Regions from separate parts of the Gossypium raimondii genome. Here region 2 is linked to region 1. A link is a contact called in public Hi-C data. All regions are on one chromosome and are shown on one strand. Each heading gives the region's core, a stretch centred on a gene start, on an enhancer-like site or on the middle of the called end of the contact. The rest is flanking DNA. Distances are from core to core; before and after follow the strand shown. Region 1 holds the start of LOC105788172 (hypothetical protein). Region 2 holds the start of LOC105788167 (hypothetical protein).

Region 1 (3,089 bases), core at 180-2,679:
CTGAAACTCAATAACACTTTAAATATAATTTCTATTTTCTTTTTTATGCATTTATTAAATTAGTTAATTTAAAATAATTATTTTGATTTGCCATGTAAAATTAGAGATGTAGCTATTCATGCAGTAATTTTTTAAAAATTGAGTTTTAATTTAATTAATATTTTATTATTATAATATTCAAAAGAATATGGATTGATTGCATTTTATTTTGATTCAAAAAATTATTTTAAAAATTAAATGTGGCTAGTTGAAATGATAAAATTGAAATAGTGAAACTTATAATGTCATTGGTTCAAATTTCATAATCTCGCCATTCTATATATATAATATTTTGAGATTTATCAAAATACAAAATGACACAAATGTTCTCAAAATAATATTTGTTATTTTATAAAATACATGAGTTTTGATAATCTTTTAATTGAGTTGGAACCTAGTTCGAGTGATACTAACTTAATCGATCGGTTAATATATATTATTTTTAATTTTAATAAATATTAAAATTCTATCTCACACGAATGCGTGTGGAGACCACGAATAATAAAATAAAATTTTGGATGAGTGGGAAATTTTAAGTTTTACTAATTCAATTGTCACGAGTTTAAATTCTATTATATGCAAATTTTTTTGATTCTTTTAGAAAAAATAAAAAAGATAAAGTACTCTCGGATAATAAAATTTATTTTAAATATGGAAAGGCATCAAAGTAAATTCTCTAACCGAGTTGGTGTTCGGTTGATTGGTGACACTAACTCGATCATGGACTTAAATAATAGTGTAAATGCATATTAAAATTAAAAAAGTATAAATATTAGAAAAAGAAAACTTTGATTAAGTATGAAATTTAAAATTTAATGGTAAAAAATTTAAATATTATTATATCCATATTTTTTATTTTTAAATAAAAATTAAACTACCTGCAAGTAATAAACGAGAGAAATTTTCGCGCGAGCAGATGAAAAAGTTGCGAAGAAAAAAAGGTTTAATTGTGTTTGTGGTCTCTATATTTTGTATATTTGAATTTTAGTATTTTAGTTTTTCTATTCTTTTAATTTAAGAATCAAAGTTGAATTAATGACACCGTAAGAAGAATTCTGTTAAATTGAATCATGTGTCTATCTTTAAAATATAAAATTTGATCACAAGGCTTATATTACACATATAAAAAAGTCGCGTAATCTAATAAACCGTTGGTTGTGTTGCTAAAGTCGAGGCTTTGAAATTTTGAATGCTTAAGTTCGAATTTCTGCATATGTTATGATTGATCTTAAATGCAACTTCAAAAAACATATTATTAAACAAAAAATAAAAGGATTAAATTCTTAATATTAGAAAGTAAAGGGATTAAAGTTCAAATGAACAAAGAGTACAGGGACTGAGTACAATTAGATCAAAACAGAATTCTATGAATAGTCAGTGTCTCTTCAAAATTTGAGATGATGAGTTTCTTTTCTTCACCGTCGGTTTAGCCTTTCGGAGGTTTATCAGAAATGGACGGTTCTCACCTTTTCATCACTTTTTCTTCGTTTTGTTCTTATCTAGAGGCGTTGACTTGAAGTCGTCGTTTGTTTTTTTTGAATCTTTGTTCCATTCCCTAAGCAAGTTTTTTGAAAGATTCAATCAATTGTTTGGAATGGAAAGTAGTGTGTAGTACAAATTTCGGGTAATCAAGTAGAGAGGCAGCTTTATTCTTGTAATCTAGTTTGATGGTGAAAAGAAAGCAGCAGCCTCCTCCAGAAATGGAGGGTACTGGTGGCGCTGAAGCGGCGGTGGAGGCTGAGACCGGAATCCAACCCAAACGAGGGTGTACCAAATCTCTGAAAACGCGAGCTCAGATGGATAAACATAACGAGAGCTGTAAACGATATCGACTGAAAATTAAAGTACAGTGATCGTCAACTTTTCCCCTTCGTTTATTTATGTCTTTAATTAATTAATTAATTTTTGCTTTGGTGTTTCTATAACTAAAGATGAGGCGTGAGGAGAAGGAACAAGAGATCCCAAAGTTGAAGGATGAACACCAGAAGACGAAAATGGAGCTAGAGGAATACAAGTCTAAAATTGGGGTTATGGGAAATGAGATCCAACAACTTAAGAGAAAGCTTGAGGCACAGGTTCTGCACTCGCATTCCTCTCTCCTTTTAGTTTCATTTCAATAATAATTAGCTTAAACTATCATAAATTTGTTTGAATCACATGAGAAACCTTGAAATCTCCTAGAATACCCATTTATAGGACTGTTTTTTAATCTTATTTTTGTGAAATCATAATTGCTTTTTTACAAACAGCAAACGAGGAACAATTGAGGGGAATCCCACTGGATGGAAAGTTGATGTACGGAAATTTGTATTATATAAATCTTTGTTTTTAAAAAAAAAAAATACTTGTTTAGAAAACTGTTTCTTGTAAACTTCTATAATTTATGTTTATTGCCATTTTACTTAGTAGTTAGTACTCAACATTTGGTTAAGTTTATGTATCTTTTATTCAAAGATTTATCACTGTTTATTTCTTTTCTATGATAAGGCCATAACTTAGTAGTAGAAAGGAAATTAGGGAATTTTAGATCCCTTGTTTAAGTGTCACTGGATGTAGTTTTCTCTATATTTATTCTAATTTATTTTGTGGATTTGTTCATACATATCTATATATTAGTTATTAGTTATCAGTCAGATAGTTCATTGTAATAATTGATCATGTTTGTATCTATAGTCAAATGCATTGATTGTAATTATTATTGTAATTTCATGGACGGTGTCTCTTCGTCCAGCTGAATTGGAAATGTATTACAGCTTTTCGGATGCTCTTTTTGTACCGAAATAGGTTTTGTCGTCTCTTTTCATGTTGGGGAGGGTTTGTTCTCACCATTTGTTTGGTTGAGGTAGTATTCTCTTATGTTAGATAAAGTTTATAATTCATTTCTCTTCAATTGCAGGGGCAAATGCTTACTTCTTTGGAAAAGGTATGCCGATGATGCTGTATATTGAATATTTGAGTTTCTGATATTCTATTGAGTGTTGAATTGAATTCTACATTGCAGGTGGTAGAATGGTTTGCGTTGCAGACCAATGTGCAAGTCGGTCAAGTTT
Region 2 (3,089 bases), core at 293-2,792, 220 kb after region 1:
GTTAAACTATATACAAATGAAATTGGTTGGTATATTGGAATGTGTTCTAAATTTGCAGGAGGTTTAAGCAAAAATAAGTAGGAATGCTGTCGAAATTTTTTAAAAATTTAGTAATACCTCATACTCTGTTCCAGTAAGGAATACGGGTAAGGGGTGTTACATCCAGTCTCTGTGAGATTGACCCTACTCTCTATACTACTATTTATTTACTGTTTAGGCATAGAAATATTACTTCTGGTGGATTCGACACCCATCATGGGATCATGTGGAGCAGAGAGGTGATTTTTGTTACCCTTATGCTCCATCAATACACTCTACTTACAGCTCGGCCACCCTCTTGGTTTCACCTCAAAAAAGAGAAAGAGCATCGAAAAGAGAGTGAAAAACAATATTGAGTGGCTTTTTTCTTATTGTTGTTATTGTTGTGATTGTTTGTAACTAGAGAGGCCTAGGCAGTGGTGACGACAATGGTGGAATGAGATATAAAGGTTGTGCGTTCAATCTACGCTCACCACAGCATTTGTTGATATCATGGGTGAAGAAAGTAGAGAGGGGATGGTGTGAAGGAAGGCAAATTCACCCTTGTCAGGGCCGAGAGCCAACAGAGGGTCCAACCGGGTAGTCAAGGATAAACCATCCCTCTCGTGGGGGATACGAGGCACGCGGGTAGTCGATTACTAAGTGACAATCCGAATGGTACAAGGCAGAAGGTCACTTACGGGTGTCTCTCAAGTTGATTCTCATATTGCCATGTGTCCCAATCGGATAGAAGTATGACAAAATTATTATAAAAAAGTTAGAGTTAATTACACCAAACATCCCCAAACTATCAAAGTTATATCAATAAGGTTCTTCTTCTGTTATTTAAAATGTTAATTTAATTGTTAGATTAGAGTTCCTATATCATGTGACATAATTTAAAATGAAAATTGTAAAGAAAACCAATATTGTGAAAATGGATGTTGTAAAAATATTAGTTTTAGGCTTTCAAAGCTTTTACGAAAACTTTATTGTTTATTTTTTTCTTTTGGTTTTATTTTTATTTTAGTTTTTATTTTTAAAAGCTATGTAACAACATTTTGCTCTCTTTTTTTAATTTTATGTTAAATTTTTCCATATAAGATTTGGCGTGTTATTTAACGATTAAATTATTATTTTAATAATAAAAGACTTGATTGATCGAACATCAATAGTTTGGAGATATAATTAGATTATTTTGAAGTTTAGGGATTAATTTAGAATGAGGATCATAATTTGAGTATAGTTAGTGCAATTAACTCAAAAAGTAAAACTAAATTAACTGAAAAAAGTTAAAAATAAGAAGGAAAAATAAAAATAAAATCATTAAAAAGAAACTGATAAGTTGGCTGAAAAGAAAATAATTTTAGAGGATAGTTGGAAAAGAAGCGAATTAAGCTATTGGTGAGAAGAAAGCACTATATTTAGCTTTATTTTTAAAAATGTTAAATATTTTGGGTAAAAATATTTTTATGTCCTGAATATTCTTTATCCTAAACAGTAAATATCTGAAAAAGAAAGTGAGATACCTGAGTATTTTAGACAATGTGAATATGAATTCCAATTGAACGCTCGCGCGATGGAAACGCTCGCGAAATGGAGATCTAGACTACTTCTTCGAATTCCTTTTTCTTTCTTGAGGATGATAATCAGTTTCTTTTCTTCAAAACCTCAAAATGGAAGAGCAAAAGGGAAAAAAACAGCATCGAGCAAAGATGCAGGGTACAGGTGGCGGTGCTGAAGCTGGAAGCCATTCCAAACGACCTCGTACCGATCCTGAAAGGCATAAACTGTATCGAGAGATAAAAAACGTAAGAGTGATTCCTTAAACCATCATCGATTTTTTTTCCTTTGTTTATATATGTCTTCATTCAATCCTTGCCTTGTGTTTTCATGACTAAAGTGGATGTTTGAGGAGCTTCAACTCGTCGAAATAGATTATCACGAAAAGCTTCAAGAGTTGGCCGAGAACAAGAATGAGCTGGAGCGATGCAGATCAGAACTTGGAGATAAGGAAAATGAGATCCAACAACATAGGGCAACTCTTGAGGCACAGGTTCTGCACTGCCCATTTCTCTCTCCTTTTACACTAATATGGTGTCATGTCAATAGTACTAATTAGCTTAAACAATCATAAATTAGTTTGAATCGCATGCTTGGTTTTGTATATACTAATATTTGATGATTATAATTAAGAGTATTTTGCAACATGTTTGGTCTTGATTCTTAAATCACATAGTTTCAGTGGAACACGGGAAACCTAGGGTTAAAGTGGAAATAAAGAATTGTGCTTCTTCCCTAAGCATTTATATGATAATTGTGTTTTCTCAGAAAGCAAGCATGGAATTGATGGAGCAAACCGTCGTTCATATAATGGCACACTTGGTACGGAAATTTGTATAGTATTAACCGTTTCTCTCTTTTCTTACTAAAGATCTCTTGCTTATATATTTTTATAACAATATATTTATTATGCTTTTTACTCAGTACCCAACACTTGGTTAAATCCATGTTATCTTCTAATCGGATGAGTAATTCATGTCTCTTCAATTGCAGGGGCTTAACTTTACTTCTTTTAAGGAGGTATGCCAATTATTTGTATTTAATAATTCTGAGTTTCTGATACATTAGTTGAGTGATGAATAGGGGTGTAATCGAGCCGAGTCAAGCCTGAATACTGTCAAGTTTGAGCTCAATTGAACATCTATTTTTAAGCTCGTTTACCAATTTTTATATTCAAGCTCAGCTCAATAATTAAGCTTAGGGTTAATAATATATATTAAGGGCAACAATGTAATTTAGTAATATAAAAATATGAAAAGTTTGATAAGGCTCGCGAGGCGTTTGAGTCAAGTATTACTAAACTCGTGTTCGGCTCGATAGATAGCTCGAGTTGCTTGAGCTCAACTCAATAATTACCAAATCGAATTCAAATTTTTTTCGAGTTGAACTTGAGTAACTTACAAGCACTAGTGGCTCATTTACACCCCTAGTGTTGAACTTTATTCTTCATTGCAGATGGAAGAATGGTTTCTGGCGCAGAAGTATGTGGGAGATCATCAAGGTTCAGC

The links. A called contact is a pair of places that touch in the nucleus more often than the background predicts.
Region 2: a contact with region 1 is called in a Hi-C map of leaf, with 4 times the contacts expected there. The contact joins the promoter of LOC105788167 here to the promoter of LOC105788172 in region 1. A contact is called at or near these places in 2 of 2 Hi-C or Micro-C datasets (both in leaf).

Annotation. Positions count from the first base shown.
Region 1 is chr2:30,272,501-30,275,589 of ASM2569854v1, forward strand. It overlaps LOC105788172 (hypothetical protein), which reads left to right and starts at 1,430. Exons shown (of 8, transcript XM_012614929.2): 1 at 1,430-1,883; 2 at 1,971-2,114; 3 at 2,936-2,962; 4 at 3,041-3,089. The coding sequence starts at 1,707.
Region 2 is chr2:30,491,677-30,494,765 of ASM2569854v1, forward strand. It overlaps LOC105788167 (hypothetical protein), which reads left to right and starts at 1,543. Exons shown (of 11, transcript XM_012614923.2): 1 at 1,543-1,829; 2 at 1,922-2,074; 3 at 2,350-2,403; 4 at 2,575-2,601; 5 at 3,037-3,089. The coding sequence starts at 1,695.